Regions from separate parts of the Zea mays genome. Here region 2 is linked to region 1. A link is a contact called in public Hi-C data. All regions are on one chromosome and are shown on one strand. Each heading gives the region's core, a stretch centred on a gene start, on an enhancer-like site or on the middle of the called end of the contact. The rest is flanking DNA. Distances are from core to core; before and after follow the strand shown.

The links. A called contact is a pair of places that touch in the nucleus more often than the background predicts.
Region 2: a Hi-C map of ear shows a contact between it and region 1, with 1.9 times the contacts expected there. The contact joins the promoter of LOC100281881 here to the enhancer-like site in region 1. A contact is called at or near these places in 4 of 25 Hi-C or Micro-C datasets (bundle sheath, ear, root tip and 1 more).

What each region holds. Positions count from the first base shown.
Region 1 is chr1:119,951,448-119,957,331 of Zm-B73-REFERENCE-NAM-5.0, reverse strand. No RefSeq gene overlaps it. Among protein-coding and RNA genes, the nearest start is that of LOC100382157, 98 kb to the right of the region's middle. Within about 2 kb of position 2,996, at least 20 of the 20 cell types and tissues checked have an H3K27ac peak or open chromatin away from gene starts, as enhancers often do. A contact at or near this core is called in bundle sheath, ear, root tip and 1 more, where this site is marked.
Region 2 is chr1:120,791,699-120,797,582 of Zm-B73-REFERENCE-NAM-5.0, reverse strand. It overlaps LOC100281881, which reads right to left and starts at 3,016. Exons shown (of 5, transcript NM_001408001.1): 1 at 2,740-3,016. The coding sequence starts at 2,748. All of the region lies in intron 2 of LOC103638248 (a long non-coding RNA gene), which reads left to right.

The DNA of each region.
Region 1 (5,884 bases), core at 1,747-4,246:
AGAACAGGTGGTTCAAGAGGAACCACACAACGAGGAGTTTGACTTGATCTAGGTGGTGTCTCCCTGTCGACTTTATGGCGCCAAGGATGGACTTTAGTTCGTTTTATATTTATCTTTTATTTTGTAAGACTTCCTCTATGTAATAAGTACTCTGATGATATTGTGACATTTATCTCTATACACTCTATTATTATATGTGTTGTCTTCTTTGGCGCATATATGAGATGCACTCGGCTTTATCCCTTAAATCCGGGTGTGACACCTCCTCACCTTCGTTCTCACTTCCTCCGTCAGCCACGATCTGTTTAGCTTCAGCAGTGGAGGTACCTTCAGCAATAGCCTCCTCTGGCACAACAAGACCCGATCGCCACTGATATTAGCGTTGCTTCGGTCGCTTCGGCCTCGTCCCCCTCATGAGACACCCTAACAGTGGATTGTACTCTGGCCATTTCAGTGTTCACACTTTTTAAAGACGAAGCTGATCTCAAGTGACAAAACTCTTGTTTGGAAATGCAATACAGAAAGCTTCGGCTATGGTTAAAAATTTTAACAGCACAACCGTGCGATGGCAATGAATGTTGTGGTAACTCCTCACCAACCTGTCTGTTTATATAGTGCTGCAAGGGAAGAAGACGAACCACCATACCGCTTACACTGGCTGAGCGGTGGACCGCCCGAGGCACGGAATATTTTAATCGTTTCTCGGCAACGAGCTAAGGGAAGGTGTTTTTCGAACCTTCGGCATTCCGAAGCCTTCGTGTTTTTCGCGGATCGAGCTCGTTACGAAAAACGATCTAGCACCATGAAGGGCTACTGATGGGGTCTTCTTCTCCGCCGAAGGTCCTCAAGGCAAAAACACCTTCGGCAAAATGATACAAAAGCTCGGCTCAACTCCTTAAAACGAAGCTCAAGGGCTCTAGCGATAGTGCAAGATGACGAAAGTCAATAGCTTCGGCCCAGACCTAGCAAAGAAGGAAAAAGTACTAGATATACCTTATTAGTTTTAATTACTTACAAACAAATGTTCGAGGGCATGGACGTAATTGTACCCGGGCTGCGTCCCGTGCCTATAAATAGATGAACAGTACCCTCATACTGTTCATGATGGATTGTAATCACTCTCGCGTCGTTCTTGCATCCTTACCTTCTGCCAAGCCGAAGGTATCAATGTAACACGAATATTATTCATATTTTATCATATTCTATATTTTATCATATTCATAGAATATATAAATATGGATATATTATGGATTTATAATTGTGATCTTTATTTCCTTATGCTCTATTGCTTAATTATTCATATTCTTATGTTACAAGGATGAAGGTATTCCCTTCATCACCTTCGTCTGAAGATCATTATATCCAAAAGGAAATAATGCTTCGAAGGACGAAGGTCTTGTAACACCCAAAATGTGTATAAAAAACTACCTTAAGACTAAGAGATAGTATTCCAGGATTTAAGTATTTTATAATAAGAGATTAAATAAAAGACCCTCATATAATTCAAATCAACTCTTGTTGAATAATGAGACTAGAGACATTCTCCCAAAAGAATTAAGTTTAAGAAATGCCTTAATAAATATTATACACTATAAAATCTTCTCTTTTAAATAACTATGAACGTATTCCTAAACGGACTATTCGTTCAAGGAAATAATTTTACGCGTGTGCATTGAATACTTAAAATGTTTGGATAAAATAAACGAAACTAAACATATGTATGTATTTATGCACATCATATGGGAGTTATTTTATGTTGCATTTAATCTTGCAAACCTTGAACTTTGAATCAAATTTGATTTACGAATTTGAGACTTGGAATAAAACTGAAAATGGGAAATAGAAAAGAAGAAACATGTTCCTAGGCCGAATGCAGTTCAGCCCATCTTGTCCCTGCCCATCCTCCTTCTGCGACTGGGCCAAAATGGCCTTGACCGGCCCATTTACAACCTCGCGCCTGACACCGTCGTGTGGGACCCCCTCGGTAGTCATCCCTTCTTCCCCACGAGTGCTCGGATCTGTGAGGTTCGGATCAGGCCGTTGCAACAGAATTGGGTGGATCGCCGAGAATCATGGTGGATCGGGTGAAGTCTGTTAGAATTAATCCTAGGCTCCGGGAAATAAAGTCTAGCCGTATGATTGCCCCGAGCCTCCATAAAAAAATAATCACTGAGATAATCTCATCCCCTCGACGCCGCTGCCGAATGGATTGTCTGGAGAGTGCGAGTGGGCAAGAAAGGATGGTGCTCGCCTCTCCTGTGTTCAGTGCTTGGCCATCAGGACTGCTAGATGCCGCTGCCATCGTAGTTCACCTTCACCGCCGATCTAAGCCTTGGATGTGCATCGTGGAGCTATTGTGTCATGTCGACCGAGTCATCTCCGCCCAAATCTAAGTTATCCCAGGGGAAGGAGGAAAGCGGGGGCCACCACTTTGTCCCATGCAGGATCGACCGCTAGGAAGCTCAACCTCGCTGTCGTCCCATTTCCCCGCGGACGGTCTGGTTGTTCGGCAAAACCATTGGATGCGACCAGTGCTTTGAAGCTCAACTCCGCTATCACTCCACCGCCACTGGGGACGGCACCACGACTATTCTCGTATTCGCTGGATCCCTCCACCGCCTCGTGACGCGCGCTGTTGAGATCCTCCACGGTTGGGTAGCTCGTCGGTAAGGAATCGCCTCGTACCTGCTCGACGTTTCTTCGTTGTTGATGCATGCATAACCCGTAGTAGAATCAAATTGCCAGCTTGTTGTGGCGGGGCACGGCGCCACCATTACTCCGGCGTTGACCAGAGAGCGATAGTGAGGGCAGTCGGTAGTGGGATGGCTGGTAGCGCTTCCGCTGTCGTCGGTGACCGCGCCTATCCAAGGAACGCGTCGGTGAGCAGACCCATTGGGGAAGATGATGTGCTGGCCGTCGACCTCGGGTTGGTCGGTCATGATTAGATGAGTGCGGGGATCGTTGGTAGCCGTTGGATGTCAATCCAACGCCTAGAATTAGATCGGGAGGAAATGGGATGGTAACCGTAGATCCCGAGATGGGCGGCCCCGATGCGATCGTGCATGACTCAGACGTCTAATTAATCCAAGCCGTCGATCGTAAATCCTCTAGTCCCGGGCGCTTGGCGATTATTAAAACTCCCAATTAAATCCGTTGGGCTCTAATCCAACGGACCTGGTGCAACCATACCCCTTCGGCTGGGCGTTTTGCGTAAGTGTCCCTGGAATATTATAGAATCAACCCGCCGTCCACCTAGGTTGCGGCCTGAGTCTTAGGAACCTTTGCGGGTTAGTCCTTGCGCTTTCCAGATTTCATGCGCGCAGATCAGAGGCAGAGGAATTCATTTCAGAAATGATTTTAATGTGAAAATAATTATTAAAACATGTTTAATCCCTAGAAAATTCATACTAAGTCCAAATTAGTCCATTCCAGTTCCTATAATTTTGTAATAATGTTGTTTATCACATAGTAACACTGTTTTAACATGAAAACCATACTAGAATTGATTACTCAATTAATCTTGTACCAAATACATGAAACCTTCGGAAATTCATAACTCCTTCGTTTTAATTCCGAATTGACTCGTTCCAGTTCCGTTAGTCTCGTATAAATATCTACTACGCAATAACAACATTTATTATACCATTTCTCATTCTTTTATAATTAGATCTTTATTTAACTTATGTTGGTTAGTCTTATTAATCCGCTTACAATTATAATCTACTAAAATATGATCTATGATCAATTTATAATTTAGATTAAAGTTGAATTAATTACTACTTTAGGTTATCTTTTCTCTGGAATTATAAAATAAACATAGAACCTCGTGTTAATCATAACTTGATGACCACGACTCCGATCTTAATAGTTCTCGATCCCACGATCTCGTAGCGACGCGTAGATCATTATTATTCAGTTTGTTCTTATGTTTGGTGTGATGTTAATTTTGTCTATACCATGTCTATTTGTATTTCTACAACTAGCAGTGTGGTCATGAGGATCTAAAGAATCACCCTGGTAACTGGAATCTCAAGTGCCAGGCAAGTTGTGCCCTTGATCCACTTTTATTACCCAATAATATTCTTTATTACCACTATTCAATGCATAGGTTTAATTTTGATGGGACCCAATAGGTCACCCTAGTCTGTTATCCTTTTTTTACCTTCTTTACCCCTATATCACATGGGTAGTTTTGCTATTGCTTTATATATGGTTTTGGGATAATATTTCATTATATCCATGTTCCAATTATTCTGTTATGTTATTTATGTTCATGTCAAGATCATTAAATTTTAATTGGAACATGGAGCTTAACTTGAGAAACACGTGCCACCACAAGGGTTTAATGGGATGCCCTTGGCCAATTAACTAGGAAAGCTAGTGGAAGACTACCTTACCCAAAAGGGGCAAGGGCAGTAGGGGATTGCATGCAAGGAGGTTCTCGGGTTGATTTTGCTGCGATTGCGGTCAGACGGGGGATTCTTGCAAGTGCTCTTCCCATAAACTGTAGCGGGTTTTCGGAAGCTAGTGGAACTTTGTAAAGGCCTCATAGTGGATCCCTAGCCATTCACCTCGGTAGTGTCTAAGGGCCTTGCAAATACTAGCGACATGGGATACACGACTTGTGGGTACAGGGTACAACCTCTGCAGAGTGTAAAACTGGTATACTAGCCGAGCTCATGGTCATGAGTAGCTCAGAACTCTTGCATGATTAATTTATGGAACTTAAATTCAATTTGTCATTTGCATTGCATGAGATTTGTTATTAATTTTGTTCTATTATTTATTATGGTTTGGTATTTACTTACACTTAGTAACTGCTAATAAAATTTTGACCTACTTATAAAAAGCAATACTCAGCTTTAACCCCTATTTTTGATCAGCCTTACACATCACATGAACTCCCACCTTTTGTGAGTTCATGCCACATTATTCCCCACAACTTGTTGAGCGATGAACATGTGTGAGCTCACCCTTGCTGTCTCACACCCCCCACAGGAGAAGAACAGGTGGTTTAAGAGGAGCCACAACGAGGAGTTCGATTCGATCTAGGTGGCGTCTCCTAGTTGACTTTCTGGCACCAAGGATAGATTTTAGATCCTGTTATATTTATATTTTACTTTTGTAAGTCTCCCGCTATGTAATAAGTACTCTGATTATTGTGACATTTATCTCTATACACTTTGTTATTATATATGTTGTCTTCTTTGGCGCATATATGAGATGCACCTGGCTTTGTCCCTTAAAGCCCGGATGTGATAGGTCTTTAACCATTGACAATTGTGTTGCCTTGTTCTTGATTTACAGCATCTGAGAACAAGTGAGCAACAGTGGGGTGTCTAGAACATCTTCCTTTTTTCAGCCCCGAGAACAATTCTCATGTTACAGATCCAATCTGTATAGTTTGTTCCATTTAAGTTATCCTTTTTAAGAATTGATCGCAAAGTAAATGTTGGTGTGCTAGGGGCCATTTATCTACAACAAAATAATGCAAAATACTAAGACAAAAATATCCATGACAAAGTAAATGTAACACCCAAAATTCTACTTTTGAAATTATAACATTAATAATTAAAAATGTCCCAAAAGGAATATATTTTCTAAATAAGAGACTAAAATAAAAGATACTTAGAAACTAAATTATACTTGGATTGGTTTATATATAGAAGAACTAAAGTAAATACAAATATATATATATAATACAATTTTTGGCATTCATTCTGGTATCTTGAATTGGGCATTTTTGAGGTTGAACTCTAAATCCAAATTTGAGTTTAAAGTTGAATCAAATTCAGATTTTAAATCAAAAGAAAAGAAGAAAAAAAATGGGAAAGCCGACTTTGGGCCCAAACCATAGCCTGCGGCCCACCTAAACTATTCCACC
Region 2 (5,884 bases), core at 1,767-4,266, 840 kb before region 1:
GTAACAAGCAGATTTGTGTTGCAATCGCCCCCGCTAAAAATTTGAGAAACCACCACATTTTGTGTCCATCAACACACATCTAAGTCAGTATGCATGGTTATTAAAGCGGTAAAACGTTAAAACGTTATGAACCAACTTTTTAACTTTTAAACGTTTAAACGAATGTTGAAACGTCTTTTCAGACTTGACATAGAAATTCAAATATAGAATAAGTTCATACATAAGTTGAGTTCACAAACCAAATAGCATAAAAAGATCATCCTGGATCATTTGACGTTGGCCTTCGTGATTGATCTTTGAGTGGGTCATAGGAGTCATTTGCCTCACTATTTGTTGCCATTGAAATTCACTATGAGCAATATGGTTGCACAATCAGTACTCACCAATATGGTTGAGCATGAATGATTGATTCATTGTTGGGCAATATGGTTGCACAAAATCAGTGCTCACCAATATGGTCTGCTGTGGGCGCAGTGCCACAGTTCGTGGAGGGCCGAGGGCGGTCTGCTGTGGTCTGTTAGCTGAGGAGAGCAGCGGCTACCGGCTGGGCTGTTGTGGGCGCGGCTGGGCTGCTGTGGGCGCCAGAGAGCAGCGGTTGGCTGTCTAGCTGAGGAGAGGAGAGAGGAGAGCGGCGGCTGGCTGTGGCTGAGGAGAGGAGAGAGGAGAGCAGAGCGGCGGCCGGCTGTGGCTAAGGAGAGGAGAGAGGAGAGCAGAGCGGCGGCTGGCTAAGGGAGTGAGGGCGCTGCATCCAGCGCTGGCCAGTGCCTAGGAAAGTGACCTAGAAAATGCTAAAGGCCCAAGAAAGGCCCAGGACGGGTAGAACGTCTAAAACGCCCTAAAACGCTATTTGGACGCTTAAACACTCGAAACGGACGTTCTACGCCCTAAACCTAAAACGTTCGGACGTTCCAACTTTTAAACACGTTTTGTCGTTTAAACGACGTTTTAATAACAATGTCAGTATGAGTAGTATAGGCTCAAATTTATCTAATACAGATCACCAGCAAAGCCTTTTAGTCCCAAACAAGCTGGTATAGGCTAGAATTGAAATCCAACATAAACCACAAGTCAAGGTTTAGGCATATGGATAGTTGTCTTCCATGCACTCATATTAAAGGCTAAATCTTTAGGTATATTCCATCCTTTCAAGTCTTCTTTTACTGTATCTTCCCATGTCAACTTCGGTCTTCCCTTGTCTCTCTTACGATTGCTATTGCGCCTTAGGATCCACTATGCACTGGTGCTTCTGGAGGAATCTGTTGGACATGTTCAAACCATCTCAATTCTCAACCGGTGTTGGACAAGCTTTTCTTTAATTGATGCTATTTCTAGCCTATCATGTATATCATTGTTCCAGGTTGATCCCTTCTTATATGGCCACAAATTCAATGCAACATACACATTTCCATAACACTTATATGTTAAACATGTTGTCATTTGTGTAGGCCAACATTTTGCACCATACAACATACATAGCAGTAGCAGGTCTAAAGGTCGCCCTATAAAACTTTCTTTTAGATTGTGTGGTACCCTCTTGTCTGATATAAATAATCATTAATGTTTCAAAAGGAGTAATCCAATTTTTGGACTAATTGTTATAATTCTACCAAATTGTCAGCAAAAAATATGCAGGATATACAACAACAACAACAAAGCTTTTTGTCCCAAGCACGTTGGGGTAGGCTAGAGATGAAACCCCGTATGAAAACCTCAGAGCTCAACCCCCAAAGAAAAAAGGGGAAACAAAGGCAAAGGAGAACCGAAAACGACGAAACGGGGGAACACATAAAAGAGATAAAACCCACAAGAACCAGCAAGGTCTAAATGGGCACAAGAAAAGGTCAAACGATTAAGGAGGAAAAGCGAAACTATAAATCAAGGTTCTGGCACGTGAATTGCACACTTCCACCCCTTCCTATCCACGGCGAGCTCTTTATACAAATAGATATAAAATAAATATAAGGATTAATTGTATGCATGCCACTCTACTTTTGTAAAATTAGATGGTTAGTTCATTTTGATGCCATGGAGTGGCTTGAAAATGAACTAGTTTCTAACTTTTCAAAATTAGTGACATATTTCTAATTAACCGTGTACATGACACTCTACTTTTGCAATAATTAACCTAAAATATAATGAATGTCACAAGCAACCAGTATAATCCAAAGCTAGTGGCAATCAACTTGATTTTTCCTATACTAGATAAGATAAATTGTCGTTCGTTTATCAACAGCACATTGGGATGACAGTGGCAAGGAAACAATATCAGGTTGTCCGCAGGATAATCAAGTATAACTAAACGTGGAACAAAGTAACTCTAATCGGAAAACACAGGCACGAAGAAAAAACTGCAAGTACAAGAAACGAGCGCAATAATAAGGTTTTGTTGAAACAGCTCAATTGAACCGTGCTAAAACCCCACGCACGGGCGCAACTGGCATGGGACACGTGATTTTCAGCTGAAAACCCAAAATCTATGCGACTTAAGCTGCACCCGCACCTGAATTAGGTAGCAAGAGATCCTAAGGTTGAAACTAGTCCATCCTGCACAGTCAACAGCAGCAGCAAGAACAGCAAGGGCCATACGATTACCAGCTGGGCACGAAGCACGCAACTCCAGAGCGGAGCAACTAGACGAACGCAAACGAAGATGTGTTTGGGTATGACAGGGGAACAACAACACCGCTTAGAACTTAGGGAAGACAAGAAAATCTACCCGAACCAGCTAGGCCTGCTTACCACCAACATGAGATGGAGGGAAGGAAGCAACCAATCCGATCCCCCGCTCCGCTTGACTCGGACAGGATCGGCGCTGCGGCGGCGGGTGTAGTATCCAGCGGAGAGACAGGGAAAAGCCGCCGACGTGGTGTTCTGCTCTGCTCGCTCGGCCTCGGCGGCGAGATGGGGTTTGGAGAAGTTGAAAGCCCTGGGGAGGAGAGCTATTGGACTCGGATTCTGCGGAACAGAATTCCCCAAAGACCACTCCTAATTTTATGCCTCGTTTTCCTTTTTCCCTCCGAAATGCTCGAGAGGGCGTTCTTTTTAAAATTATAAAATGTTTTGGTTTTCTTAAATACAGGTACGTGTTCGTGCGTTACCACGAGTTAGAGGAGCATAGAGAGCAACGCTTAGGCTATAAATATAATTTTTGTTTATTTGGAAACAATAAGATACATATTGTTTGGTGGTTAATCCTAAATTTGTGGATCAGAGGATTGTAGGTTCGAGTGTTCGTTCTACACTGTTTTTGCCACGAGACGGGGAGCGTGGGAAGCGACATCTAGGCTACAAATATATTTTTTGTTTATTTGTAAACACTAAGGTACGTATGGTTTAGTGGTTAGCCCTAAATTTATATAGCAGAGGGGTGTGGGTTCGAGTGCTAGTTTTGCACTATATTTTGTGGGCACCGGGTGTAGGGAGGGTGAAGCTGTGGTAGCACCCGGCGCCCATATTAGGTCCTTAATAGATAGTAGAGATAGAGACTAGTTGTATGCTCGTGGCTACATAATTATAAGATATATTGAGATGCAGAAGCATTAATTATCATTTTATGCTCTTGTTAGTATCTTTTAAAGGTTAAGAATGTTTACCTTAGAGCATATATATATAACTCTAACATCATTGCACGGTATTTTAAGTGGAAGATACACATGATGGTATATACCATAGGGTGTATTTATACCCTATTTCTTAATAAATGATTCACGTTTACTTTCATTAAACAATGTTTGATCTAGTGTACACAAGAACTTTCACATGTGACTTTGATCCATATCGACTTCTACTGCTACAGTATTTTTGTCTCTATAAATTATAGTTGTAGCAGTTCAAACAACTGGTTTAATCCGAAGCGACAGCCCTAGTATACAAACATATGTTGTAAATATAAAATTTAGATAAAACATAATATTGATACCATTCATGCAAACGGTTGACGTCATGATTTTATATTTTTTTACTTAATGACAAAGACAAACATAAACGACAGGTAAAAACTAGAGATGACAATGATGATCCGATCCCCGATTCTTCGTAGTGAATGTCTTCATTAGGAGACTGATGTGGGGTTAATTTGATCCCCACAGGGATCTAAACAGTACAAAATCATTATCGGTCGAAAATAGCAGGTTCGGGCATGGTCAACCAATACCCATCCCCGATACCCATCTACTCGCCCCGTTAAAACCATTCTGTTTGCAGGTCATCGGTGATCGGTCCACAGTCCACTCCACTCCATCCGACCATCCATGGCTACGTGTGTGCATTGGGCTTGAGATTTGGAGTATTGGGCTTGGTCGCTTGGGCTGTACGCTTGTACCGCTGACTGCTGTAGAGGAGAGAACATAGAGGAGTGCTGAACCCTAGCCGCACACGCGAGACGCGACTAGTGTTGCAGCCGCCACAGCCCACAGGCCCGCAACGGCAGTGCGTTATGCGCCACACCCAGTCACCCCTGCCACCGGAAGGCAAAGAATTGTCATTATGGAACAAGAGAGATGTGGTTTCGATAAAATAGAGGCGTTGACGATGGTTTCTATGTTTTAGAGATGCAACCGTCAGACAAACTCCAAAATGGATATGAGACAGTCAATTGGGGTCCTTTCACCATTACTGTCGCCATGCTTAGACGTCGTCTTCTTCTCTCCTTCGCGGCTTGAAGTGTTCTCAGGGCTGGACATCTCTTGCGTCTCCTCTTGCGGCGGTGAGTTCTCGTCGTCCTCCATACCCATACATCTCTCTTGAAAGGGAATTAGGCTTACACCTATTTTCCTAATTGATTTTGGTGGTTGAATTGCCCAACACAAATAATTGGACTAACCAGTTTGCTCTAGTCTATAAGTTATACAGGTGCCAAAGGTTCACACTTAGCCAATAAAAAGACCAAGAAATGGGTTCAACAAAGAGAGCAAGGGATAACCGAAGGCTGCCCTAGTCTGGCGCACCGGACTGTCCGGTGTGCCACCGGACAGTGTCCGGTGCACCAGGGAACTCCAAGTCAAAATCTTCACATTTGGGAAAACTCAGAGGCGCTCCGCTATAATTCACCGGACTGTCCGGTGCTCCAAGGAAGAGCGACTCTGAACTCGCCAGCTTCGGGAATCCGCTCCGCTATAATTCACCGGACATGTCCGGTGCACACCGGACTGTCCGGTGAGCCAGCGGAGCAACGACTACTTCGCGCCAACGGTCACCTGCAGAAGCAATTAATGCGCGCCAGAGCGCGCAGAAGTCAGGCACGCGCGAAGTGGCACACCGAACACTCTACAGTACATGTCCGGTGTGCCACCGGACATCCAGGCGGGCCCAACAGTCAGAGCTCCAACGGTCGGAACCCAACGTCCTGGTGACGTGGCTGGCGCACCGGACACTGTCCGGTGGCGCACCGGACTGTCCGGTGCGCCATGCGACAGCAGCCTCCACCAAACGGCTAGTTTGGTGGTTGGGGCTATAAATACCCTCAACCACCCCACATTCAAGTCATCCAAGTTTTCCACCTTCCAACTACTTACAAGAGCTCTAGTATTCAATTCTAGACACACCCAAGTGATCAAATCCTCTCCCAATTCCGCAAAAGCTTTTGTGACTAGTGAGAGTGATTTGTCGTGTTCTTTTGAGCTCTTGCGCTTGGATTGCTTTCTTCTTTCTCATTCTTTCTTGAGATCAATACTCACTTGTAACCGAGGCAAGAGACACCAATTGTGTGGTGGTCCTTGCGGGGAAGTTTTGTTCCCGGTTGATTTGAGAAGAGAAAGCTCACTCGGTCAGAGGGACAGTTTGAGAGAGGGAAGGGGTTGAAAAAGACCCGGCCTTTGTGGCCTCCTCAACGGGGAGTAGGTTTGCGAGAACCGAACCTCGGTAAAACAAATCCGCGTGTCACACT